Regions from separate parts of the Mus musculus genome. Here regions 2, 3, 4, 5, 6 and 7 are each linked to region 1. Evidence: chromatin contacts called from public HiChIP or PLAC-seq and promoter capture Hi-C data. All regions are on one chromosome and are shown on one strand. The core of a region is the stretch at or near the end of the contact, and the rest is flanking DNA. Distances in the headings are between cores, read along the strand shown. Region 1 holds the start of Mapkap1 (mitogen-activated protein kinase associated protein 1). Region 2 holds the start of Zbtb34 (zinc finger and BTB domain containing 34). Region 3 holds the start of Zbtb43 (zinc finger and BTB domain containing 43). Region 4 holds the start of Stom (stomatin). Region 5 holds the start of Rab14 (RAB14, member RAS oncogene family). Region 6 holds the start of C130021I20Rik (Riken cDNA C130021I20 gene). Region 7 holds the start of Cntrl (centriolin).

The links. Promoter capture Hi-C pulls out the DNA fragments that hold promoters and counts their contacts. HiChIP or PLAC-seq counts read pairs in DNA pulled down with a chosen protein or histone mark.
Region 2: a promoter capture Hi-C map of liver shows a contact between it and region 1, with 4 times the contacts expected there. The contact joins the promoter of Zbtb34 here to the promoter of Mapkap1 in region 1. A contact is called at or near these places in 4 of 39 promoter capture datasets (hippocampal neurons, liver and pre-B cells), 1 of 115 datasets of contacts at active chromatin or transcription factors (astrocytes) and 1 of 9 other capture datasets (adipose tissue).
Region 3: a contact with region 1 is called in a promoter capture Hi-C map of liver, with 3 times the contacts expected there. The contact joins the promoter of Zbtb43 here to the promoter of Mapkap1 in region 1. A contact is called at or near these places in 6 of 39 promoter capture datasets (the 3T3-L1 cell line, hematopoietic stem and progenitor cells, hippocampal neurons and 2 more), 1 of 484 Hi-C or Micro-C datasets (Th1 cells) and 2 of 115 datasets of contacts at active chromatin or transcription factors (astrocytes and large pre-B cells).
Region 4: a promoter capture Hi-C map of erythroid cells shows a contact between it and region 1, with 4 times the contacts expected there. The contact joins the promoter of Stom here to the promoter of Mapkap1 in region 1. A contact is called at or near these places in 1 of 39 promoter capture datasets (erythroid cells) and 1 of 115 datasets of contacts at active chromatin or transcription factors (pancreatic cancer cells).
Region 5: a contact with region 1 is called in a promoter capture Hi-C map of liver, with 2.6 times the contacts expected there. The contact joins the promoter of Rab14 here to the promoter of Mapkap1 in region 1. A contact is called at or near these places in 3 of 39 promoter capture datasets (cranial neural crest, liver and pre-B cells).
Region 6: a contact with region 1 is called in an H3K27ac HiChIP or PLAC-seq map of microglia, with 5 times the contacts expected there. The contact joins the promoter of C130021I20Rik here to the promoter of Mapkap1 in region 1. A contact is called at or near these places in 2 of 39 promoter capture datasets (hippocampal neurons and liver) and 1 of 115 datasets of contacts at active chromatin or transcription factors (microglia).
Region 7: a contact with region 1 is called in a promoter capture Hi-C map of erythroid cells, with 5 times the contacts expected there. The contact joins the promoter of Cntrl here to the promoter of Mapkap1 in region 1. A contact is called at or near these places in 2 of 39 promoter capture datasets (erythroid cells and pre-B cells).

Annotation. Positions count from the first base shown.
Region 1 is chr2:34,405,038-34,408,817 of GRCm38.p6, reverse strand. Mapkap1 (mitogen-activated protein kinase associated protein 1) reads right to left here and starts at 1,967. Exons shown (of 12, transcript NM_177345.4): 1 at 1,564-1,967.
Region 2 is chr2:33,429,632-33,433,411 of GRCm38.p6, reverse strand. Zbtb34 (zinc finger and BTB domain containing 34) reads left to right here and starts at 2,088. Exons shown (of 3, transcript NM_001085507.1): 1 at 2,088-2,181.
Region 3 is chr2:33,466,399-33,470,178 of GRCm38.p6, reverse strand. Zbtb43 (zinc finger and BTB domain containing 43) reads left to right here and starts at 1,647. Exons shown (of 3, transcript NM_001025594.1): 1 at 1,647-1,746.
Region 4 is chr2:35,335,179-35,338,958 of GRCm38.p6, reverse strand. Stom (stomatin) reads left to right here and starts at 1,950. Exons shown (of 7, transcript NM_013515.2): 1 at 1,950-2,100. The coding sequence starts at 2,040.
Region 5 is chr2:35,198,983-35,202,762 of GRCm38.p6, reverse strand. Rab14 (RAB14, member RAS oncogene family) reads left to right here and starts at 1,643. Exons shown (of 8, transcript NM_026697.4): 1 at 1,643-2,003.
Region 6 is chr2:33,639,122-33,642,901 of GRCm38.p6, reverse strand. It overlaps C130021I20Rik (Riken cDNA C130021I20 gene), which reads right to left and starts at 1,709. Exons shown (of 3, transcript NR_046275.1): 1 at 1,558-1,709; 2 at 1,301-1,426; 3 at 1-775. Lmx1b (LIM homeobox transcription factor 1 beta) reads left to right here and starts at 1,804. Exons shown (of 8, transcript NM_010725.3): 1 at 1,804-2,460; 2 at 3,227-3,413. The coding sequence starts at 2,304. Gm39790 (a long non-coding RNA gene) reads right to left here and starts at 3,241. Exons shown (of 3, transcript XR_866136.3): 1 at 2,955-3,241; 2 at 2,672-2,832; 3 at 2,431-2,523.
Region 7 is chr2:35,107,851-35,111,630 of GRCm38.p6, reverse strand. It overlaps Cntrl (centriolin), which reads right to left and starts at 2,135. Exons shown (of 44, transcript NM_001379274.1): 1 at 2,002-2,135; 2 at 1-76. The coding sequence starts at 45.

The sequences.
Region 1 (3,780 bases), core at 718-3,217:
TCTGGGCCAACCTGAATTAAAATGATTAAATGAGGAAAAACTGAAGCTCAATTTACCTCACATTATGCTCATTCCCTTCACCAAGCGTCACCTCTCAAAAACTGACACGGCATACTACTTCCGAATCACAGAAAAACTCTCACACGTGTCCCTCTCACCGTAAGAACTGGCTGTACACAATGACTGAGTCTTACTTATTAAACTGCCATGCAGTGGCTGACCTATATCCATGCACAATGAATGCTTGCTAAGGGACTGTAAATAAGGGGCGCTTATAGGGTTTTCCGGAAGAAATCATTCCCAGGGGATGGAGAAATGGTTCAGCAATTAAGAACCAGCACTGCTCTTGTGCAGTACCCAAGTTCAGTTCCCAGCACCTACAATGTGCCGCTCACAGCACCAACGGCTCCAGTCCTAGGGGATCTGACACGCTCTTTGGCTCTTCTGACCACTGTAGGCAACTGCCCTCACATGTACACAAACAAATCCCACATGGACACACATACATATTTAAAATAATTCTTAAAAATGGGAGGGTCAATGAATCACTCATTCAAAGCTGGGATTGTCCTTAATTGGCTGAGTGAGACCACCATCAGTTGGACCATGGGAAGCATTAGCAATAGAAATCAAAACATAGGAAGTGTCTAGGCAGGACAGGGTGAGGAAAAAAAAAAGTTTATGTGAGAACAAATCAAAAATGATGTGAGATCCTACTTATCCAGAAGAAAGGCCCATAGCAGGGACTTTTAAAAGGTTAGCTGTTAAACACTAGCAGAGAGCCACAAGATTATAGAGGCGTCGCAGGCACTATTCACATTTAGTAGCAGAAGGCAGATATGAGCAAAGCTTAAAGGAAAGGGACACCTGGCATGCCCCTCCCTAGCGTCCAGTAAGCTTGAAGGGGTGTGACTGAAAAAGATGGGGGCAAATAGCATTGAGCAAGATTTGTCACTGCAGCTTGGGTGGCTCCTAAACATAGGAGTAACGCACTTTATTTCTGCCCTGGTGGTTGTGCACAATAGGGACCCATCCTTTCTGTGAGTCCTGCGAAGGCCGACCTCATCAACTGATGTGTCTGTACACGTTCCTGTTTACACCTGGGAAGGTTTTGAACTCGGCCCTTTGGGGGTTTGTAATAAACATGGTGCTTTGCACAGAGTTGGGAACAGTGACAGTTTCAAATACTGCGGTCATTCATTGGAAGCTGTAACAAATTGTGAGGTCCCTGTTTCATCTTAGAGCTTCTGGCTTGAGTTATACACTTCTTTAAACTATAATCTTTTCTTCTTCCCAACCCCCCCCCCACGGCCCCCGCAACTTCACCATTCCTTGTCACTCCCATAAACAGAAAAACGGACTCCAAGTTCCCCGCAGCGCTCTCGGGATATAAACAATCAGTGGGACCGTTTCAGGACTGCCCTGGCAATGCTTTGAAAAGTTGATTTCACAGGATGGAACTTGGGCACCGGACCTTGCAGAGTTCCGAGACCCGAAACCGCCAGAGCCAAGGACTGCCCCCTCCCCCGCCCCCGCACAACCAGGTCCAAAGTCTCTCCTCACCTAAGTCACACACCCAGCTGTCAGGCTCAGGAAGAGCAAGGAAACCGATGTTCCCAGGCCACCGAGCACAGCCCCAACGGGCGCCGCTGGGCAGCGACGGCAGCGGGGTGCTGAGAGGTCGGAGGGTCCCGCGGGCGAGGGGGCGACGGCTGGGGCAACCTTTACCTGAAGCTGCTCCCACACTACAGGCCGCCTCGCCCGGGACACGTCCCTGAGGGAGGTCCCGACTCCCCCACGCCTCCCGGCCCCTGCACCGAACCCAGCGCCTACGAAGTCCTCGGCAGTCCTACCGGCCCACTCGGCCCTGGCGCCCCGGGCACGCCCTCATGACCCCGCCGCCGCCGGCCGGCAACAGCAGCCCTGTTACCCAGAGCCGCGCCACGACCCGGAACCGTACCCCGCGTACCGGAAGTCCCCGATCTGCAAGACGCCTTTGGCTGGGGACGCAGTGCGCAAGCCCCAGAGCCAGGAACGAGAAGTCGCTGCCTCCCGGGGGCGGGACAAGGGGCGGGAACTGGTGGGTGGTTGCGCATGCGTGCTGCCCTTGGCCGTTTCTGGAGCAGGTTAACCAACTTCTGTTTACCTTCAAGTGTAAGGATCTCTGTAAGCTACGTCTTACTTTTACAGGGAAAAGTCTTCATCTTAACCGCCATATCAGAAAGAAGAGTTCACTGCAACTATTATTTGCTACATGGACATAGTATCAAACTGCTTTTTAAATTACTATCTAAACCCAGATTAGTGACGCTCTCACACCTAATCAGAGAAGTTTGGGTATTTTTTTGTTTTATTTTGTTTTGTTTTTTTACTGCAGTGGACAATGGTTAATACAGAAACTCTCACAAGTGGCCATGGTGCACAGATGAAATGTCCATCGAGTGCTCAGCCACAGTAGGACACTGTAATTGTAACTTATTCTCCTGTCGTTCTGTAGTAATTGTCGTCTGGAGGCTTACTATCTCAGTCTGCTAACCTAGACCTAGTCCTGGAATTTTTCAGCCTCCATTGAATCTAATCAAAGCCTAGAATGTTTTCAGCCTGAAATGTTTGCTGCTGAATACGATCATCCTTTCTAGTACTTTCTGATCTCGGACTGGCGATTCTGGCTCAAACTTTTCTCCAAGCTGACTGATTCAATCTGGCTCCACTCAGTTTCTGACAGAATTGCTCTGCTAGGCTTCATTCTAATTTAAGCAACCTGTTCTAATCCCCTGGTTCTTTTTCTTTGGCTCATTCTATCTTCACCTGTGTCTAGCTTGTTCTCTCTTCAACCTGTCTGTATCAAACTCTCCTTGTAAAACTGCCTCCTTCCCTCTTCTCTTGAGAGTTGGGTATATCCTATTCTGTCAAATCTTTTTCTGATGCATCACTTTGTCATTCAATTAGACATCACTTTCAAACATGGCTGCTTGCTTCCATTTACCAACTAACTTTACCTTCATTGTTTGCGATTAAAGGTGTGTACTAAGGGCACATCTGTATTCCAACCAGAGGGATTAAAGGTGTGAGCTAAGGGCTGAGCCACACCACAACTAAAAACAGGTTTTTTCAGTAACACAACCGTGGGGTTCACAGTGTGATCAAATACCCTGCAACAGGATACATAGCACCTTCACTGAAAGGCTCAGAGACCACCATTGAAATTGGGAACAGAAAGATTGTAACAGCCAGAGGCCCAGAAGAAACAATACCTTCTCTGCATTCATGAATTCACACTACCTCTGGTTACCTGTACAAGAAATGCACAAGATAGCCGGGCATGGTGGCACATGCCTTTAATCCCAGCACTCGGGAGGGAGAAGCAGATGGATTTCTGAGTTCAAGGCCAGCCTGGTCTACAAAGTGAGTTCCAGAACAGCCAGGGATATACAGAGAAACCCTGTCTCAAAACCCCAACCCCCCCCCCCAAAAAAAGAAACGCACAAGATGAAGCCAGTCAACATTCCAGAATGGAAGCAAGAGGAGCTCACAAGCCCAGTTCCTAGACGAGTTATGGACAATTGCTGGCTACTGGGGGAGGAAGAGTTGGTTTACCTTAAGGGCATGGCAGGTCAACCATCTCCAACGGATGGCGCCACACTCAAGAATTTATGGGCAACACAAACTGGGATCACATTTTTTGAGGAGGGGGACTAGTGAGAAACTTGGAAGAGGGCAGGAATGGCTCTGGGATGATTATTTGGGGTGGTGAGTGTGACCAGGATACTTTTTATGTAT
Region 2 (3,780 bases), core at 839-3,338, 980 kb after region 1:
CGGTGGACACTCTACAAATCACACCCCACCCCCAGCATTACCATTTAACAGAAGAGAAGCTCCAGGTCAGAATTACCACCTGTCTCCATCACACAGGCGGTGAGTGTGTGTGCCAGAGGTAGGCCTCCAAAGAAGAGAGAGCTATCTGGCTAAGTGTGTGTGTGTGTGTGTGTGTGTGTGTGTGTGTGTGTGTGTGTAAGTTTGTGTTCATTCAACTCCTCCCCAGAGTCAGCATTGTGAAGGAACTCTCACATAATGTGAGGTTCTAGAAGTAAGTGGACATCTTGGATCTGTTAAGAGTCAGGCTCCCCCTGCTGGTCTACTACTGCTTATGTAGGAGGCAGGTGGATGGAACACAGCAGGTGTCCATCCTGATGAGAAAGTCCTGTGTGCCCTCTAAGGACGCCAACATTTGCCCACATAGATATCGGTCTGGTCATATAAGACTGCAGGGTGAGCCGGGCAGTGGTGGTGCACGCCTTTAATCTCAGCACTTGGGAGGCAGAGGCAGGTGGATTTCTGAGTTCGAGGCCAGCCTGGTCTACAGAGTGAGTTCCAGGACAGCCAGGTCTATACAGAGAAACCCTGCCTTGAAAAACAAACAAACAAACAAACAAAAGACGCCCAAGTGGTCTGGTATGAAATAGTAAGGGTAGATAGATGGTCAGTCCTTTAAGACATTTGGCAGGAAGGCCAAATCCTTAACATTTTAGACTCCATTGTCCTTAACACATGCAAGCACTGTCACCGTCGAGAAACCAGATTGTTACCCACACATTCAATAAGAATCAGTTAAAATGATGAGCCCCAGCCGGGTGTGGTGACGCACGCCTTTAATCCCAGCACTCGGGAGGCAGAGGCAGGTGGATTTCTGAGTTCGAGGCCAGCCTGGTCTACAGAGTGAGTTCCAGGACAGCAGAGCTACACAGAGAAACCCTGTCTCGAAAAACAAAAAAAAAAAAAAAAAAAAAAAAAGATGAGCCCCCAGGCTGGGTTCACAGGGAAACAGAATCTCATTGCTGTGGACATTGTGAACAAGCCCAGACTTCCTGCCCGAGGTAGTCTGTTTTGTTTTGCTTTTTCTTCTTCTTTTTAGCTGTTCCTTTTTATTGTATGTGCTGGGTGTTTTGTCTCCATGTATGTGTGGGTACCACGTACATGCTTAGTGTTGGGAGAGGCCAGAAAAGGGCGTTGGATCTCTAAAACAGGAGTTATAGACAGATTGAGGCCTGACATGTGGTGCTGAGAATTGAACCTAAACAGTCAGCTGTCTTTTTAAATTAGATATTGTCTTCATTTACATTTCAAATGCTATCCCAGTCAGCAGTCTTAACTGCTGAGCCATCTCTCCAGCCTGTGGGTTCTTGTATTATTATTATTTGGTTTTTCGAGACAGGGTTTTTCTATAGACCTGGCTGTCCTGGAACTCACTCTGTAGACCAGGCTGGCCTTGAACTCAGAAATCTGCCTGCCTCTGCTTCCCAAGTGCTGGGATTAAAGGCGTGTGCCACCACTGCCCGGCTGGGATCTTGTTTTAAAGCCAGATAGCCTTCTTTTTGCAGAAGAGAAAAGCTGCCCAGGTAGTTGGGCATGGGGACTCACACTTGTAGTGTAATCCTGGGTACACAGATCTGTTTGAGTTGAAGGCCAACCTTATATATATAGTGGAATTCTGTTTTTTAAGACCTTGTCTCAAGGCAAGACCCTAAAATAATAAAAATAGAAATAAAGAACTTAAAAAGCATGGCTTAGCAGGTCGTAGGTGTGGGGCTTTCCACAGGCTTAGGGTCCGGGTGCACACGGTCGAGTCCTGCTCCGGCCAGCAGGTGGAGCCAAGGAGAAGGCGGGCGGAAGGCCACGGGCCGCAGAGTCGGGATTTCAGGCTCCAAACCCGGGTTGCTGTTCAGCTACCCGCCCGTCTACTGGTCGGCCTGCAGCACTAGCCAGGAGCTGGGATTCCGACCGGCCCGCCGCGAGAAGTCCGGCCATATCGACACCCGCCCGGGTCCGCGCCTGCCCGGAAGCGCGGGCGCCGAGGGGGCGGGGCCTGGAAGCGCTTCCGGGGGCGGGGGGCGCGGGCAGGGGCGGCAGCGGGAGCGGCGGGGAAGGGCCTGGCGCCGGCGGCGGCGGCGGCGGAGGGGGCGCCGCGGGCGGGCGATGTGAACGCGGCGCGCGGCCCAGGTGAGGCTGGCGGGCTGCGGGCAGAGGCGGCAGGGTCGGGGCGACCCGTGGGGCGGCTGTCCGACCTCCCCCGTGAGCGCGGCGGGACGGGGGAGAGGCTGCCTGGTCAGTGTCGGGGCCGGCCGGGCGGGGTCTTGAGGCCCGGGCACCTGCCGGAGGCCAGGCGCTTGGCCCCGAGGGGTGGCGACCCGGGGCAGCTGCCCTGCACCCCTCCAGCCTCCGCCCCGGGCGGCTCGCTCTCCCTCCCGTACCGAGGGGTCTTAGTGACCGTTGTCCCCGGAGAGCCAGGCCCGGTTTGCGGGGGTCAGCGGGAGGCTGCCCAGGAGCCGCTGCCTCTGGCCATCGCCGTGTGCCAGGTAAACAGGCGGCGCGTGTTAAGCTTGGCCTGGGTGGTCTGCGTGGCCACTGGCGCAGGGCTGAGGACGGACTGGGGAGGGGGCGTGTTAAAATACTGCTCGCCTAGGCCAGGTGACTGTTAGGGGGCTACTCAATTCTGGGACGCCCCATCTTGAGGTTTTCAGCAAGTCTTTCCCATTCCATGCTGGGCCTCAGTTTCTCCATGTAAGAACTGAGAGTTTAGATGAACTCCCTACAGACCTCTCATGCTGTGAATATCTGACATTGCAAGGTCTATGCCTGGTTCAACACGCTGGGCAGTTCTACCGATGTCTCCCCCTCCACTCCAGATGTAGACTTTTTAACCACTTCGTGCACTTTGCCTCGGGGAGGTTTAAAATGATTCCCAGAAGGGTTTTCTTGGAAATAGCTTTACTGATCCTTCATCGTTCCTTGCTGCCGTCCGTAGTTTTCCCGTGGAGCGTTTTGCATGCAAACATTTTGCTGTCCGTATTTGCCCATTCTCTCTTTGTTCCCTAGTCTAGGCTGTTTTTGCTTCACATCTGGATTATTGCAACAGCTTCTTAGTTGGTCTCTGACTCCAGAGGTTTCACCCTCCCCCATCCTTCCTTTATGCTAACGCCAAACTTAGTGTAGGAAGTTTAAAAAAAATAGTAGAGTGCTTGCTTAGTAAAAGTCAAAATGCAGTTGAGTGGTGGACGAAAGGAGTTGAAGGTACAGTGAGTCTCCAAGGCTTTACAGTGGGTGTTCAGACATTGCCTGTGACTAGGTGATGTCTGTGACACAAGGCCACGTCCCGTGGAATTCAGCAGGAGAGGTATAGGTCAGCGAAGGGTGGTACTTGAACTGTGTGTTAAAGGGGAGTAGGATTCAGATAGGGAAAAAAGGATCCTATGGAGTTAGTGATTAGTGCAGCTTCCTGGCCGAGGAGGGGTAAGATGGGAGAGGAGGCGTAGGAAAGGTTGATTAGGCTTGGTTCCTGAAAGATCTTGAACACTAGGCCAAAGTTGAAACTATTCTAAAGGCAGGCATATTCCAAGAAGAGACCAGGGTTGCTAGAGGTGGAAGGAATAGAGGCTAGGACATAGGAATAGTGAGCTAGGGGGCCATGGCAGTCAGAGCCATGTTGAGAGCTGAACAGTGAGTATCCTTTCTGCTTGCTTCACGCTGTCCAGTCTTTGCTACTTCTCCAACCCCCTTTCAAGGGTCTCCACGGTTTGGCTTTTTCCCTCTCACCTGAAC
Region 3 (3,780 bases), core at 398-2,897, 940 kb after region 1:
ACAAGACCTCATTGCACAGTTCAGGTTGACCCAGAATTGCCTATGTCACCCAAGTCGGCTTAGCCTCCAACCCATCTCCATTTTTTTAAAGATTTATTTATTTTACGTATAGGAGTGCTCTATCGGCTTGTACGCCTGCATGCAGAAGAAGACATCATATCCCAGTATGGATGGTTGTGAGCCACCATGTGGGTTCTGGGAAATGAACTCAGGACCTCTGGAAGAACAGCCAGTGCTCTTAACCTCTGAGGCATCTCTCCGACCCCAACCCCAGCCCCAATTTTTTCTTTTTTATATGCATGTGTATTTGTATGTGTGTTCATGCAGATGTGGTTGTGCTGGTCAAAGGAAAACCCCTAGTGCCAGCCACTCCTTTTAGGCAGGTTCTCTGTTATTCTGAAACTCACTGATCCCTGCCTCCACAGCACTGGCGTTAAAATCCTGCCACCACACCTGCTATTTTTATATGGTTCTGGGAGTGAATTCAGGTCCTTAAGTTGCAATGCTTTGTAAAGGATTTACCAACTGAGCCATTCCCTTAATCCCCACGTTTTTTCCCCTAGCAAGATGTTCCGCACCTGTTCCCAGTTCTGTGCTTCAGTATTTGTTTTCTTTCGTTTTGTTTCCCCGAACTTCTAAAAAAAAATTTTTTTTTTTAATGTGTATGTGTGTTTTGCCTGCACACAAGTCTGGGTACTGTTTGCCTGCCTGGTGTCAGTGGAGGCCGGAAGAGGGAGACAGATAACCTGGAACTGGAGTTAGGGAGGCTGTGTGCCACCAGTTGGGTGCTTGAAATTGAACACAGGTCCCCTGGAAGAGAAATGAGTAGTCTTAACTATTGAGCCATTTTTCCAGCCCTCCCAGAATTTCTTTGAATAATTCTCTCGGGGAGTCCCAACCTCCTCTCTAAATACGGCTGAGTTCCAGAGCCCAACCAAGAAGTAGGCGTGCAAGCTGGGCGGTGGTGGCGCAAGCCTTTAATCCCAGTACTTGGGAGGCAGAGGCAGAGGCAGAGGCAGAGGCAGAGGCAGGCGGATTTCTGAGTTCAAGGCCAGCCTGGTCTACAAAGTGAGCTCCAGGACAGCCAGAGCTATACAGAGAAACCCTGTCTCGAAAAAACCAAAAAAAAAAAAAAAAAGAGAGAGAGAGAGAAAGAAAACAAAACAAAACAAACAAAAAAACAAAAAAGAAGTAGGCGCACACCTGGGAAACTGACCTAAGACACAAATGTGTGTCGGGTCCAGCTTGTGTATCCACCCTACACCAACTATGGGGAACACATCCTTGCAATCCTGATACTCAGCAGGTGCAGGTACGAGTGGATTTAAGTCCAACTTAAAGCCATCTTGAAATGTTATTACTTTTTTTTTTTTTTTTTTTTTTTGGTGGTGGTGGTGGTGGTGGGGTGAGCGTATAAATTGCAAGAGTCAGTCTTCCACTAAGGCTTCCAGAGCTACGAACTCGAAATTATCTCACTCTTCGAGACCATTGCGCAGACGCCAGTACCCTGCGCGTGCTCTCCTGAAGACCCGCCCCGAAAGCACGCCTGGAGCATGCGCACATCCCAGCGTCGACGACACGCCTCCGGAAGCACTGGCAATTTCGAGGGCGGGATCAGAAAGCGTATCCGAGGGACGAGAGGCTCGGGCGGAAGTTGTCCCCGCGGTGGCGGCGGAGAATAAGGCCTTGGTACGGCAACGGGGACGCTCCGGTAGGCTGGAGCTACGGGCGCGGAGCCGTCTGAAGGTACTGCGGGGCGGGGAGGCTGGGCGCTCGCGCGGGAGGTCGCGGTCGGGGTCACGAGTGGCCGCGACACGGGACACTGCTCTCCCTCCGACGGCGGTGATGCGGGACGGCGCGAGTGACTCCGAAGCCCCGGCGCCCCGGCTTAGAGTCCTGCGGCCTCCCGGGCGACCTCTTGGCCAAGGTCACCCCGCGGCAGGTGCACCGCCGCCTGGAGCTCTTGGAGAATCCGCCCCCGGGGCGACCTCCGGGTCGAGCCACCCACGCACGAACCGACGCCGCGAAGGAGAACCTCGCTGCCCTGAGTTTCGCCTCTTTGTCAGACCGTTGTCACCTGTTTTGTCCTCACCTGGCCTCTTGTCAGCTGGAGTTTATACTTTGCATCTTTGGTGGTGACAACCTTTGGACTTTGTCTTTACCTCTGTCTCCTCCCTTGCCTCAGTGTTTTTTGACTCTGCTTCTGCCCCCTCGGGCCGCCCTCTGGTTCAGGGCCCGAAAGTCACACTGACTTCTTGGTCATTTGTCTGTCTGTCTCTCTGTGTGTGTGTGTGTGTGTCTGTCTCTCTCTCTCTCTCTCTCTCTCTCTCTCTCTCTCTCTCTCTGCCAATGTTGTGTTCTTGTTCTCTCCTTCCCAACTGAGTTTGTTTAGGCAGGGCGGGCCTTGCCTGGACCTCTGAGCCATGGAAGGTGACTCATGACCCTGTAAAACTCCCCTGGCCGGGCACCATTACCAGTGGCCCGATCACAGTCTGGTCTCAGTTCTGACAAGTGTCACCAAACCTAATAAAGTGTCAGGAGCTACTGCTTTCACGGTGAAGGCCCATCTCAGGATCTAGGCAGTGGTTTGCGCAGGTCTCCACAACTCTTTGCTCTTTCCAGAAACCCTGGGTGGCCTCCAGGGCTGTTTGGAGCTGCTCTGTTTAACCAGGCCAGCATCTACAGGCTTAGGAAGGACTAGACTTCCATCTGCCTCTGAGACCCTTAACTTAGCACAGTAGCAGAGTTCTAGGAGCAGTTTACTGAAGAACTTAGAAACCTAATAGGAATCCATTCCCTGCTTGTTTCCAAAGTATTGTCTGAGACAGAGACACCATAGGGAGGAACACTGAAACTTTTGGAGTGGAGTGTATCTGGAATAGACAGGAGATGAAACATATTTTATCAAGTGCCTGAGTCAAGTAGGCTGCCTCAGTGGATACAGAGTTTTAAGAGATGGAAAGAACGTTCTAGAAATGGTTTGTGCACAACAGTGTGAATGCTACATAACTAACTCTGGTTTGCAACATTTAGTTGAATCCTTTGTAGCAATGCAAGCCAAGCCCTTCCCAGCAGCAGGTTCAGCTGATGTGGAGTTCCTTTCAATCTTGTAGCAGCAGTTTTCCCCTCCCTCCCGGCCCCTCTGGAGTCAGTGCAGAGATCTACTGAGGGGCAGCTTGAGAAACACATTACCTTTGACATGCCAAGAGCTTGTAAAACTGGAAAGATACTCCTTATTAGAGTAGAAAGTGTTCTGGTCTTTTTTCACAGGCTAGGCCTTTTTAGTTTTCTTGGATTTTTTTTTTTTTTTTTGGCTTTGTTTGTTTGTTTCTGTTTTATAAAACTTACCTGCCTTAAGGTCATTTCCCCAGCATTTGGTTTTTTTGTTTGGTTTAGTTTGGTTTGGTTTGGTTTTTTGAGACAAGATCTCTCTATACAGACAGGATGGCCTCAAACTCTGAGATACTCTTGCCTCTACCACCTGAATGCTGGAATTAGAGACTTTTGCCCACATGCCTGGCTTCAAGCTTTGTAATATGCCTAACAGTTGACTTATTGTTGTGTTTCATTGACTCTTGATGCCATCAAGTGTTTTCTGTTCACCAAGAAAAGAAACAGTGCCTGGAGCAGAATTCATTCCCAGCACTGTGTTTCTTTATCCTAATTAAAAACACTTTGACTTAGAGGTTTAAAGAATAAAATCAGTGCACATTCAATTGGTCTTAAAATCAGAAAAACATAAACAAAGACCCATCAGTTAAAGTGCCCAGGAAAGGGATG
Region 4 (3,780 bases), core at 701-3,200, 930 kb before region 1:
AATTAATGCTGGAACTGATGCAATCTGGAGTGGGTGCCAGCAAATGTTTTGCAAACCCTCTGTCCCAAAGGGCAGCGGCTCACAAATGACGCTGGCTGAGATTGTCTTGAGAGTTCAGTTCAGGAGCACGAGCAGCACAGACAAATACACTTGGAAACACCGTTTTCCTTTCTAGTAAAAGAACAGTGAAACATAAATACTTTATTACAATAAGCAAGGATTAATTTCCTATTTGCACTGCTTCCCCGAGAGCCACAGCATATACAGGAAGTTCACACCCTGGGGTTTATTTATGGCAGAATGGGGAAAATGAAGCTGTGGACTTTGTCAAGGAAGATTCCGAGAGAACAGACCATTAAGCTACCATAGCCCCCGCCTTCTCTACGAGCAGCTTATCGATAAAAGGCTAACCATGTGATTACATGAGTTGGGACATCATCCCCAGGACTATAAATATTTGACCTATTTTATGGGAAGTCAATTTGAGAAAGCTGAATCACAAAGCTTAAAATTCTAGAACCTTCACCCTCAAGCAAAGGTCGACTTGATCCTTCCCACTGTCACTTTCCTGCTTTCTTCTGGACAATATCAGTGTTCCAGAGCTATAAAGTCAAGGGACAGCATTTCATGAGAGGGAACCACCACAAGGCATCTGGAATTACACAGCAAATACTGTGTGTGTGTGTGTGTGTGTGTCAGAGAGAGAGAGAGAGAGAGAGAGAGAGAGAGAGAGAGAGAGAATGTTTCCAAGAGGGAGCTCTCAGCAGTGATGAACTAGCTCTGTATCTTTATAACTGTGTTTATAAGAATGTATATACATGTGATAAAATGGCATATTTGAATACTTATTCTGTCAGGGCCAATTTCCTATTTTGAGACTGCACATAAAACAGATTTAACTATAGGAGTAACATGAATAGAGGGTCCTTGTGACCACTATAATGTCTTTTCAGCTTTCTGTGATTCTATGTTTATTCAAAATAAAATGCCTTTTAAAAGTTTATTTTGTGTACCTTAATATTTCCCTGAACAGTTTGCATTGGGACAGTCCAGGGAGAAAAACAAAAACAAAAACAAACAAACAAAAAAAAAAACCAGCAGTGATTTTTCAAACATGAGGTTTTCAGTTACAAACTGCAAGGGAGGCAACTTGAGACTGGGAGGGTTCTGGCAAGTGCTTCCTCCAGAGCCTGGACACTGTAAAATGTAATTTTAGAATCCAGGCCCGACCTTTCACCTCTCATGAATAAGTCTGCCCCCATTCCAAGGTTGGCTCTTTCAGGGGACATTTTTCACGGGCCACATCCTTATTTATAGAAAGAAGCCTTTCGGTTTTGATTAATCAAATGGGCTCCGTGCTGTTGCTTTCGAAACACCCTTAGCTTGTTTGTTTGTGGTATAATACAAACTTCACGAGGGCTGGCACTGTGTCCACCTCTGCCCACTGCATCAACTGGGAGGCCCTCGCCTGCTAGAGGCCAAGCGCTCCGTAAGTTAATTTTGTCTGAAAAAAGTAATGTACCGCCTGGAAATTGGTCTTCTTTGGGGCAAGAGCATTGACGCGAACTCCTTCCTCTCACTGCCTACCCGATGTACCAGGCTATACTCAGCACCCTCAGCACGCCCCTCAATCTGCAAGACCCCCACTACAAGAGGACGCCTTCCCCCTCACTAATGCCTGGAATCACAGGATGCCTTGCACCGCTCCTCAGCCCCGCCCTGTTCTCACAGCTTCTCCTCGGATCAACCCACTGGAAGCTGGAGCGAGACTCTGGCAGGGCCTTAAGCATTCTGGCCTCACTGTCTTACCCTCCTAGTATCTGCCTGCCAACACCCCCTTCAGGCCACGCCCCCTCCGGTCACGCACTCTGAGGGCGGGAGAGGCGTGTCTTCTCCTCCATTCCCGGGCACCTATTGGGCGGGCCGCCAGCTGGGGGCGGGACTGCACCAGAGCTTGAGCCCCTTCGTTGCTAACGGCTCTCAGTAAAGCTCCGGCTTTGGGAACTGACGAGTTTTTGAGCGACTCTGACTCCAGCACTATGTCTGACAAACGGCAGTCCAGCCATGTCCAGTCTCAGCGGATCCCTGAGTCCTTCAGAGGTGAGTCTCTCGTCCCCCGCACAGCCTCTTCAAGCCCCCCTCTGGGTCCCGAGACCCACCGCCTGCAGTGAGAACCCCCGCAGACCGCCGGCGTGCCTCCACTGCACTGTGTGCGCTTCGCAGAGCCGTCGTCTTCTTCATTCCTGGGTTCTCGGGCTGATACATGATGATTTGGGGGTGCTGGGGTGCAGCCTGCATGGCAGTCAAGAGGGCGCACTCGCGCGGCAGGGGCGTGTATCCATTGCTCGGCACCCTAGCAGGCAAGAACTGGCTTATCCTTTGGGTCCTAGATGCCAGGTGCCTATCACCAGCGCTTCTTTATCTCGGGCGGTGCACGCAGACCAGGACAGACCCTGGCAGCCAGGAGTGGTAGAGGCGCCTCTTCTGCAGCTTCAGCCTCCTCTGCTCATTCTTGTTTCTTTTCTGCCCCAGCGCCTGGGAGGGGAAGCAAGCAGTCCCAACAAGTAGCCTTCAGCAATCCCTACGTGATCCACAGTCCTCTGAACCAGGGAAGAACTCCCACCCTCTTCCTGCCGTCCCCAGCTTCGGGAAACTAATCAATTTCCTAGTAAAGGGCTAGGCTTCAACCTATGACACAGTAGGCGGTATAGGCAGAAGAAAGGAGGTCTCCCTGGCTTTCCTTCCAGTTCCATTGTCTGTCCCATACTGTGTCCACTTTTGTCTTAGAGATCTCTCCTTCCAGGTAAATAGCTCACCACTCTTCTGGAGCCTTCCTAGTTTTGAAGGCAAGAACTGTTAGCAGGCCCTCAGGCTATCTTCTATAAAAAAATTAGAGCCCTTGAGCGAACTACCTCCTTGAGCCTTTAAATTGTATAACTCCTTGGGGTCAGGAGATGCCCAGTAAGAGAAAATAAACCTCGCAGGAGTCCTGCTATCCTCCTGGGAGCTTTACTAATCTAAAGGAATTATTTCTAAAGATGGAATTTCAGGGAGAATGACACGGTGGAAGAGATTTAGGAGGCTGAGTGGGCTTTTCCATCATCCTGCGGAGACAGCTGTCATCCATTCGGATTATTTGCAAAGCCAACCTGGCCTCCCATCTAACGCCCATCCCCCTGCCCAGAAGCATCTTTAACTCTTTCTCAGGCGAATCTTGAGGATCTCAGATGGCTCCAGAGTGTTGTAATAGGAAACCTACAGGATTCCATCCTCGGGATTATGCAGAAAAGCCTGTGTGTGTATCATTCTCCATACTTTAACCCTTCCCCCAACTGGGAGCATAGCAAAATTAAAGAGAGCCATAGCAAAACTGACCCTTAATAGGCTAAGCACTACCCTAAGTGTTTTATAATGTGATCTTATTGAGTCCTCACAACTGATACTTAGTGACTTAGTCACAAAGGCTTAAAATTCAAATGTAATTCTAAAATGTGAACAGGAGAAAAGTGCCAAGTCTGCCTCTTCAGTGCTGGTCTCTGGCTTTAGATCAAAGTGTGGGTGTGTTGGCGGTCTCCTTCACCTGTACTCAGACCACCGAAGTGGGGTTGGATTTGGAGCCCCACCCTAGGACCCCCCTGTGGGAAGTGGATTTGGAGCCCTGCCCTAGGAATGAACTCAATCTCTATTCCTAAAGATCATTATATTTTTCTTGCTCACAGACCAATTTGAGTTTTGGTTCTAGACCCCTTTTCTTGGTTCTACACTTGGCTGTTTTAGACA
Region 5 (3,780 bases), core at 394-2,893, 790 kb before region 1:
CCTCGGCACTGTCTTCCATGTTCCTACCAGGATGGCATATTAAGCCCCACTTAAAATCTCCAATGCTTTTTCTAGTCCAAAGTCCCAGTTGTTTCCATATTCCTCCAACAAATGGAATGGTCATGACTGTCACACAACACCCCAGTCCATGGCACCAATTTCTATCTTATATATGTCATATGGGGCCCATTCTTATTTAAACCACCACAATGAATTAAACCACTGACCTCCAGGACTGGAAGAGAGTACCTTATGCTTATCAAATAATAATAGTCCCCATTCAAGGTATTATATGCCAGGAATTTTGTATGCATTGTCTATTTAATTTTAACAAGAAAGATAGGAATTAGATATCACATCCTTACTTTGGAGAAAAGTCTGAGGACCTGAGAAAGTAAATGACATGTATAAAACTGTTGTCTGTATCATGTATTTATCAAAACAAGAGATTTTCAAACTGCTATGTATTTTTCTAATGACATCTCACTTTCCTAAGGCAGAACCAGTTTACAACGAAAGGTTTTAAACGCTTAGAATTGCGACTTTTCTTTGGGGGTTCTGGAAAGGGCCATTTTATCCACTAGGCATGGTAGGGATAATGGTTACAGTCCATAGTCCCTTCAGAGACACACAAGATATGTACCAAATCCTTTAAAATCATGGGGGGAAACCTGGGTGTGATGGTGCATGTCTTTAACCATAACACGGGAATACAGAGACTGGCAAATCTCTGCAAGTTAGAGGCCACCCTGATTCACATAGTGAGTTCCAGGGGAACCAGAAGTACATACTGAAATCCTGTATTGAACCCCACTCCACTCCTCAAAAAAAATCAGGAGAAAAAAGGTCAACTTCTATGCTGAAAAAAAAAATTGCTTTGCTTTGCGTTATTAACATATCCATCCTTGTGGCAATGTAATTGTAAAATATAAATTAAACGTAAATGTAAGATAAATAACGTAAATGTCAAATAAATAATAAGATAAAAAAAGGAAATGTAAGATAAACGTAAATGTAAGATAAGTAAATCCACATCCAGGTTCTACAAGGCAAAAAGACGAAAGACCAAGAAAGTGAAACTGTTGCTTTCACCAAGGTGTCTTGGGAAGGTGGGAGTGGGAAGTGTCTTGGGAAGGTGGGAGTAAAAATGTCAAGTTTCCCTCTTCCTGTTGCTGGTGTCCGCAAAGCAAGGTTAAGCTAGACAAAGATGAAACACAAGAAAGGGCCACCTCCTAGCTACATGATTATACAAATGGGTTGGTCAATGTGAACCACCCTTTTGCCTCTGATGGCACGAGAAGCGTCTCTGGGTGTTGGCCAGCCTTGTTCCTACTAGTCTCCAATTGGTCTGTAAATGTTGAATAAATGCAGTAAATACGTGTGTGTTCCAGAAGCCGGTATACAGAGGCGGCCCAGTGATAAGCAGTTACGCGTATTAAAAATAGTTAGGTCTCTAACGGCGACAATTCTGGACAGACACTGTCAACCCTTAGAAAACAGCGTGCGAACCTGCGCAGTAACTCCGCCGGGAGGCGTGGCACACGACTACGCTTGCGCAGGCTCCTTTCCCCGCCTCCTTCAGGCGTGAGGACCAGTGGGGGCGGGCCGAGGCCGAGGCGGGTCTACTCCGGAGGGGCGAACTGACGAAGGGGCGTGGCCGTCAGGTTAGTCTCCACCACCCTCTTCCGGGCTCCGCTGGCTGCGCGCGCATCCTCCCCCCTTCTTTTGTGGTCCGGCCCATTGCGAGGGTGACAGGAAACCCTGTGCAGGGAGCGCCGCCATCTTGGGCCAGCCCGAGGAAGATCCTGAGGGAGCCGCAGGAGCAGCCGCCGCCGCCACCGCGACTGCCACCCGAGTGTCTGCAACCTCCGGCCAGCCCGCCTACCTGCCAGGGCCTCGGCTGACGGATTCCGGCCTCCCTCCCGCCGCGTCCGCCCTCCGCTTCCTCGTCCTGACGTCCCCCTCCCGTCCGGAAAGCTGCCCAGCCACCAGCAACCCCCCAGGTAACCAAGGCCTTCCGCAGGGGCCGCCGGAGCCAGCCTCCCAGCCCGGCCCTTCCAAGGGGCGGAGGCGAGCCGAGAGGTAGGCGGGCGGCGTCCCGGGCTGGGCCCCGCAGGCCGCGGCCAGCCCGGGGGTCGGCGGAGGGCGCCGGCCTGACAGGACTCCGCGGGGCGAGCTGTCGCCCGCGCCGTCCCGGGCGGCTCGCGCTCCCTGCCCGCAGCCGGGCTCCGAGGCGTGCAGGGAGGGTGTGTTCCCACCTCATCCGTCCGACCTGCGGGGCACAGCCGCGGCCTCCGCAGGCCCGAGTCTCGCCGCCTTTGCCCGCGGCTGTAGAACACCCCCGCAGTGTTGCCCCACGCGTGGCGCGCCGGCCTGCCACCCACGAGCCCCCAGCCGTGGCAGTCCCACCCTACAGGGCCTCAACAAAAGGCAGCGCTTCGGCGTCTCGGGCTGGCTCCCGTGTCCTTGTAAGCCACCGCTCTGTCGTCCCGGCTGAGGATTGGGCGTGTGGGACTGTGCGCGAGGTTCTCCGAATCCCTGTAAAGTCCCTGGCCAGCCTGCACTGGTTGGAACCTAGACAGCATCTAGAAAGAACGAAGGGAAAAAGTTTGGGCATCTCGAGAATTTGAGAAAAGACGATGGAACGGGAACGCTAAAACTCCAGTGTGTGCCAGACACGGGTTTAGGTGTCTTCACACATAGCTTGCTTGCTTCGAGTGCCTTTTGAGAGTTTTCCGCATTTTTTTAATAAGGGGCGAGGGACGGACCGAAGCCAGAAGTTGTCCTGTAGCTGAGTAATGATGGAACACAAATGATGGCTTCTCCCTATCCTGGCTGGTATGTTTTGTACTACAGTACATTCCACGAGGGCTGAGATACACAATACTGGATCGGTTCAGAGAGGAGACAACTGAATTCCATTTTCTCTCCATTCACACTGGGTGAGAACTGATAAGACCCAAAATCTATCATGTCAGCTGCTACTCTGGCAAATGCTCCTTGGAGGAGAGGTGGTGGTAGCATGTCCTCCGTATTTGTGAAGAAAGCTATGTTCTTGGTGGCTGCACAGCCAAGTATGGAAATTCTTGGAAAGTTTACTGGTCATGACATGTTGTTTCAATTACCTTTTATGTAAATGTGATTGTTGAGTACAAATTTGACCCATTAATAATGCAGCTTCCTCTTTTCCCTTCCCTGCAGCAGGCGATTATCTCGGGAATTCAGTGTAACTAGGAAATGGCAGAACCCAAGGCACAAAACCTTAGCCTACACGCTTTCGTGCATGGTCAAGTAAAATCGCCCAAACCATACCTACATGTTAGTTACTGAATTGATCCTAACCAAGTTAGCTAACCTCCCAGACTCAGTGTCCTTATAAATTGTGCCCACATTTCAGGGTCATTTTAAGGATTAACTAGAATTAAAGAAAGCTCAGGTTTGACATGCAAGTTGCCTGTAGTTTTGCTAGCCATATAATGGGTGTTTAATATCTGTTGGACAAGTACTGTCGAAGTAGACTCTGGCTTAATCTTACCTGCCCATTTAGTAGTATATAACCATCAGTAAATCACTTCTGACCCGGTTTCCTAACTTGTAAAATGAATTTTTAGGGTTAGAAATTGTTTATAAAGTAGCTAGTTTATATTAGGGGCTCAGTAAGTGGAGTTATTGTAAAGGTGTAAAAACCTTAGATTATAATTGCTATTGAAAATTCCTTGGAATTAAGGCTTTTTAAAAAAATTTGCTTTATATTTTTCATGTTAAATTGTATATTTGTAA
Region 6 (3,780 bases), core at 460-2,959, 770 kb after region 1:
TATAGAGAAAAATCTACCAGATTCGCTAAAGGGGCCGAGGCGCATACAAAGGCGTAGACATCTTCACTATCTACACCTTCACGAGGACACACACAAAGACGTGTAAAAAACATGACATAGAAGCACGAGAGACGTGTACCGAAAACACACACACTCATTGCCTGGAAAGACGTAAGGACACACAAACACAAAATGTATGTGCACAGGAATACGGGTGCACACGTTCTCAATAGCTTCCGCGAGGCGGGAGCGCGGACACACACAGACACACTCCGATACCCACCGACACACACGCAGGTACTGGGGTGGGGCGGTGACCGCTAATCCTCCACAAAGCCGGGCCCCTCCGGGGGGCCCCCCCAGCACAGGGGGCCACTTCTGACCAAGCCTCCCTCAGGCTCCAAATCTGATCCGCCCTCTCGCCTCTAGCGGGGTCAGGGGACCCGCCCTCCGAGCCCTCCATCCCCTCCCGGCTTCGCGCCGCTGCTCCACAGCCGGAGGGGCCAGGGCCGCCCAGCAGCAGCTCGCAGGGGCTGTTAACTCCTGCCCTGGGACCGCACCATCCCTCCTGCTATTCCAGGACGAAACCCGCGCGGGAGTGGTGGGGCCGAAGGTACCCTGTTTCCCGATGCGACGTCTTCTAGTTTTCTCGCGGATGTCTGGCCGGATGCACCCAGGAGTCTCCAGCTGCGTGCCGCTGGCCTTGCGTTGCCCGCTGTCGAGGCCCACTTTGCCAAGGGTGGCCAGCGCTCAGTCTCTAACCCTGGCCAGGTCCCTTAGCCACAATGAAAGGGCACCGATTTCAGAGGTCACACAGATTTCCTTAGAACGACTGTACCCATGCCGTTCCAGGCCTCCACCCCTAGATCTTGAGGACACCACTTCTTACCTGCCCCTCATACTCCAAGCCTTGGGAGGCCCAGCCTTCGCCCACTGACCCCGGCCGGGAACAAGATATCTTTCCGAGCCCTGTTGACCCTCTTAACACTCTCTTGGTCTCAACCCGGGCCTGACCGTCCTCTTTCACCCAAGATCTCCCATTCTGGCTATGAGAGCCCCCTCAACTCATTCCCCCGCCCTATTTCTGCCAGGCCTGGGCTTTTTGGGACTACTTACTCAAACTACAGCCCTTACACCCCCTCCCCAGGTCAGGGTTCCCTTTGGCGAGTCCGGGGCCAGCGGTTCTTGCTTACATTTGATGTTCCCCATCCCTCGACCCTAGGAGCCCTCTCAGCACACCAGGCTGTCCGGTGCAGGCCCCGCCTCCCGAGGGGACACCAACTCAGACCCTGCGACCTACCTTAGACTACGAGTCCGGGTTTGGGCCAGCCGCTCCCGCCTGGCGCTGTCCCCTGGAGAAGTCGCTGCGTTCCCCGCCGTCCTCACAGTCTGGCCTCGCTTGGGGCCACTCCTCTGAGCGCTGGAGCTTAAAAAAAAAACAACAAAAATATTAATAATAAAAAAGGCAAGAAAGAAAAAAAAGAAAGCCTGATTTCCCCAACTCCCAAATCAATTTTTCAAGAGGGGTGGGGCACAGGATTTGTTTCGATGGCTAACCAAACTTCTGCCAATGGTGGACAGGATGGTCGCCTGGATTCAGGGCGCGGCACGGGGTGCAGGACGGGGGCTAAGGGAGCCCTCCCGCAGGGAGGGGGGGAGGCGACGGCACTATTTGACGTGGAGCAGCCGGCTCATCCCGGCGCAGTGATACGAGGCGCACCAATGAGTTCAAATGTCAGGAAGTTTGAGGAGGGGTGAGGCGGCTCGGGGCCGGAGTATCCCTCCGCCGCCAGCCCCAGCTCTAAACCGAGCGGCTCCTCGGGCGCACCATGGCACTGGAGTAGTGCGGGGAGCGCGCCTGGAGCCCCGCGGCCTGCTGCGCCCCGCCCGGGACCCTGCTGCGACGCCCGCGCCCCCCCAGCCCGCGGGGCCGCCCCTGCACCCCCGCCCCCTCCCCCGCCCGCCGCCGCCGCCGCCGCCTCCTCCTACTCCTCCGGGCGGCTCCGCGTGCCGCCCGCTGCTGCAGCCGGGACCCGGGGCTGACAAGCAGGTGACAGGCGAGCAGCGAGTGCGCGTGGCTGCGAGTAGCCGGTAGAGAGCGGCGCGCGGGGCTGCCAGCCGCCCGGGCCCTCCCGCACGACGCCGGGGCCCGGGGCCAGCGCGCCGCCGCTCCACGCTCGCCCCGGGGCAGCGGGCGGCCCCGACCCCGCGGGCGCCGCGCCTCCCCGGCTGCAGCGGAGCGGGCGGACGGGCCGGAGGGTGAGCGGCCCAGCCGGCGGGGTCCGCAGCGCGCCGGGCGTCCCATGGATATAGCAACAGGTCCCGAGTCGCTGGAGAGGTGCTTCCCTCGCGGGCAGACGGACTGCGCCAAGATGTTGGACGGCATCAAGATGTTGGACGGCATCAAGATGGAGGAGCACGCCCTTCGCCCCGGGCCCGCCACCCTGGGGGTGCTGCTGGGTGAGTGCTGGGTCGCAACGCTCGAATAGTGCGGGTCAGGGGGTAGGGTTGTCCGTCGTGCCGCTGTGGATACCGGCGTGAGGGGCAAAGAATAAAGAAAATAGGTTTTCAGGACGTGGGGAGGGGGTCCGGACCCCTGGAATGACCACCGGAGGGGTAACAAGCACACCGAGACAGAGCTCCCTGAGGGGAAAACGTTCAGGGACGTCACCTAGACAGAGGACTGAACAGCCTCAGCCGTCACTCACACCGTCCTCTCCGGGTCTGGGTTCTAGTGCTGCTACACTGGACTGAGCTGGGGTGGGAAGCGGGTGGCAGGGATGCTGGAGAACCAAGTTGTCTCCTTAGAGCCCGGGAGAGAGGCCAGGTCACCTGGGGAAGGGGAGCTTTTAGAAGAGAAAACTATCCCCGGGTCTATCCCAACCGCGGTTCTTGGGGTAGAAGGTTCCAACAGCATCGTGGGGCGTGTCAGCCAGCGAGTGTCCTGGCCTCACCTCGCTGGTTGGGTTCCAGCCGGCCACCCCGCGCGGAGCTCCTTCTCGTTGGTAATAACACCATCCGCTGGATCTCCGCGAGCGGGGAGAGCGCAGCGCCCAGCCAAGGCTGCAGGCCCTCGGCCTCACGGCGCCCCAGCTTACGGAAAGGAGCGTGCTGTCTAGGGCTGCCGGGTCTCTGGCTCGCCGGCTGGGGTCCTCAGGCGACGGGAGGCGCTCCGGGGCTGGGCCAAGCGGCGCTGACGGCCCGGCTCTCGCCCTGTGCGCTGCAGGCTCCGACTGCCCGCATCCCGCCGTCTGCGAGGGCTGCCAGCGGCCCATCTCCGACCGCTTCCTGATGCGAGTCAACGAGTCGTCCTGGCACGAGGAGTGTTTGCAGTGCGCGGCATGTCAGCAAGCCCTCACCACCAGCTGCTACTTCCGGGATCGGAAACTGTACTGCAAACAAGACTACCAACAGTAAGCGCCTCTCGCCCTCCTCTCTTTCCCCGCCATGGACCAGCACTCCAGCCCGGCCGGTCCCTGCCGGGAAGGGCCCACGCCGCCCTGCGGCCGGCTCTGCGCTCCACTGGGCCCGGCAGCTCCGATGGCTCAAAGGGCTGCGTGTCTCCGGGCTGGGGCGAATCATCTCCTTCCAGCCGACAGTGGTGGGGTGCCCCTAGGTGCCATCTGTTGTCCCGGAAACCTGCGCAGAGTGACTGAATTGGGGTACAAGACAAAGCCCGGGGCGGACTGGTCGGTCGATACGATGTTTGTCCTGGGAGAGGGCTTGGCCCCTCTAAAGCCTGAAGTGGGGACAAGAATATATTTTCCAAGAAAGGCATTG
Region 7 (3,780 bases), core at 886-3,385, 700 kb before region 1:
CGGCATCTTTGCTTTGGAGAGCCTTCGTTCAGAACCTTTCTTCATTGCAAGAATAAAACCAGGTGGCCATCAAAACCTGTAAGAGTTTCCGAGGTCTTTAACAAGGCTAAGTCTCCACAGCTACTGAGAGTGTTACATTCTCTCTAGAGCTATCAGATCATATGCTGTCAACGGGAAGGCTATGGAATAGACTCTGCCCACACTTCTCCAAGCTTATGGACCAGTGCTTCCTTAACCTCTGATCAGCCTCCACAGAAGGAGACCTGGAAGGCCTGTCATTGACACATGCTCAGCTCAGAGTGTCCCTAGTTACTTCTTTTCTCAGTTTATCAGCTCAAACTTTTCACAGGTCCTTTCCATACAAGGTCACATACAGGAATATTTGACAACCAACACTTGTAAGCACTCTATCCTCCCAGAAGCTGGTCTGGGACACCATGCTCTACTGACATAACCCTGTTCTACTCCATGGCCTCCTTTGCTGGCTCATGTTCCTCTACTTCCTCTAAATGTCAGCGCTCCTCCACAATTCCTTTTTGTTCCCTTTAAACATCACCTTGGGCAACCTAATGTAGACCCTCAGTTCTCAAACGTACAGCTAATTTTTAGGAAAAAAAATATTTAGTGAGATAGTATATTAAGTAGTTTTCAATCCAATGACAAGTTGGTATCAGAAAAGGATATTGTAATAGAATGTTGCATACAAATCTTTATATAAGTTGAATTTGGCCTGAGGCTGCTTTCCTTTGGCCTTGAGTTTCCCTATAGCCAAATACTACCTTCATGTACAAAACGAAACTGAAAGCCCAGTTTAACAATATACTTTTGAAAAAACTAGCTGAGTGTGGTATCAGACCATCTTCAAATAAGACAAATGCTCATCTGCAACCAACGAAGCTGTCCTTGCAGATTCTATTTCTGTCCATAAGTGCTGTCCATTCTCAGAACCCTGATTCACTGAGAGGGTCAGCCTATGAGATAGTGTGTGTTTCTACATGCAGACTTCACAGGAGCTATGGCAACTCAGGGAGGGAAGCAGGGGTGTGGAACCATCACTTAATCTTTCAGTGATCCAGGTTTCTGGAACCCACTGAATACTTCCCTAATTCTATAGGAATCATTACTTAGAAGTAATAATTTACTAATCAGGGGAAGTAACATAGGACCTCATAATAATTTAATGAGGATTTGATAAGAATAATTCTAGATGGTTTATAATTTCAGATTTTTTAAGAGAAGACTATGATGTAGGATACAAAATAATTGAATTGTCTAGTGATATAGAATGCACTGCAACCAGAGACATGGGAGCCAAATAAACCCTTTCCTCCCGGAGTTGCTTTCTGTCACAATGTCTTACCACAGCAATGGAAACCTTAACTAAGACATCTAGGAAGTGGTTAAGGGACATGCCCAGAGCCCCAGTGAGATGGCTCGGTGGGTAAGGGCATTTTCTGTGCTAATTTGACGTTCTAAGTTCTGTATCTGTAGCCCACGGAAAAGTGGAGAAAACCCGACTCCACAAAGTTGTCCTTTGCCCTCCATATGCGCATCACGATATGTGTCCCGTGTCCGTCCCCCCACCCCCATCATCCACACATGCTTCAAAAAGGAAAAAAGGAACAAGCTCAGAGTCACAGAACTGAGGTTAAACAGCAGAGCCCTCAGGACCGCCAGCCCATCTCCATCGCAGTTATCCCGCAGACGGTGACACACCCCGGCACTCTTCCCTCTCTGCGGGAACCTCATCCTTCTAAGCGCCGCACCCCAACTTTGCGACTCAGCAGCGCCCCGACCTAGGCTGTGCACGCCTCTCCTCCCCTGCCCTCCCTCCCCTGCCCACGCCGGCCCCGGCCCTCCTCCTTCCCGTCCAATCCCCTTTCCAAGCACACTCCCCCGCCCCGAATGCGTCCGGAGCCGGCACACCTCACGCTGGACCAGGGCTTTCCGGCCTTTGCCGCCCGCCACCCAGGCTCGGTCCGGACGCCGAAGTACACTCACCGCCTCAGCACGGGAAGGAACGGCCTAGCGGGAGGGGCGAGGCGGAGACGCCGGGATACTTCCCCTCAGGAGACCGACAGCACAGCAGCCATTTTGTTGTGTTGTGCCGGTTGCCGAGAGGGCCAGCTTGGTGTGGGCGGGGCTTGTTATCGCCACGCCCCCGACACGGACTAGTGGACGGGACGGGGCGGAGGCGCTTCCCGCCACCCTTGCCGCCTCTGCGCGCGCTCAATTTGGGGGTGCGAAGCTTCCGGGTATGAACCTGGCGGGCTGTGGTCAGCCCTCTGGGCGCCGAGTCTGTGAGGAGAGATTTTTTCCACTGAAGCAATGGGGGAAGGCTTACGTTCCTCTCCCTAAGGCAACAACCGGAGGAACCAGTATGGAGATGTTCACAGCATTCGATCTTGGGATGATGGAAGGCAGGCCTTGAGCTCTCCCGTGTCTCGATGCACACTATCCTTTACGCGACTATTTTGGAGGCAAATTGTCATACTTGGAAACTGATCGAGCCGGACGTGGCTGCACCTCAAGACTGCTTGGGCTCCAGTGACCATTCACTTGAGCTATATGATCCTAGGATTCACAGTCCAAGAGTGCCCCTTATGTTAGTACAAAAGAACTAAAGCAAGCATTTACAGAGACTTGAGCAGATCATGCCCCAAAGAGCAGCCTTCTACTGTATTTCCTAATTGTCTGCACCATGTGCTTGCGGAGGCCAGAAGAGGGCATCAGATCCCACATAACTGCAGGTACAGACCTTTGTGAGCTGCCATTTGGGTAGAGGAATCGAACCTGGGGCCTCTGGAAGAGCAGTTATATGCTCTTAAGCACTGAGCCATCTCTGCACCCTCTCCATCATCTTTCTTAACTACCTTGTTCTCCAGTCAGGCATTAACGTTTCCTTTCTTTACCACAAACTTCCTGGCTCATTTTTCTAACACTTTTACAAATTTCCTTTCTGCCTCAATTTCTACTCTCATGTAACATATAATCGTCCCCATTTCCAGCAGTTAACCTTAATGATTTGAAAGAACTTAGAACAGTAGCTGATAAGTCTAATTTTTATCATTAAGCAAGACTTCTTAGAAGTCAACTTTCATCTTAACTCTGAAAGAAGAGTTTAACCAAGGGCAGGTGTTTGCTTGGCAAAGAGAACAGCTTGTACAAACCCCAGGAAGGATTGGGAAAGTTGGCAATGAGCTGGACATTAAGTAATTCAGGGCGGTTTGAAGAAAACATAAGTAATGCACAAATGCAGTTCAGTATGAATTATGCAAACGTCTGGTGTGGTGACGCTAAATATGAAGGGGAACCTTTTAAGCAGCATGAAGCCTGTTTGTAGAAGCTGAGGTCGTTTGACCTAATGGGAAGTTCTGATCATTTCCAGCAGGAGGCACTATTGGATCTGGTGGGCATGGTCCTCTCTTTCTCCGCAACTTTGCAGCACAATTTTTGGCTGTTGGAAAGCAAACTCTATGCAAAGATCTATTTAACCTTGAAAGGACTTTGGACCTATTTTCAGACAAAGTTCAGATGTTAGGTATTAGTTCAGTGTACATTGGTGAGATTCTGGTCTTTGGTACTTGTCTTTCAGCCAGAGACTTGGATTAATTGCACAAACTCATGATTGTTTTCCCTAATCTGTAATGGCATTCAGATGAGTTCCATCGTCAGATTACACTGTGCCAGAGTCAATTCATCAGTCCAGTCAGTAGTCATCAAAAAGTACACACAAAATCCAGGGGTCTCTCTCGGAACACTCATTTTTCTCTGCTTTCA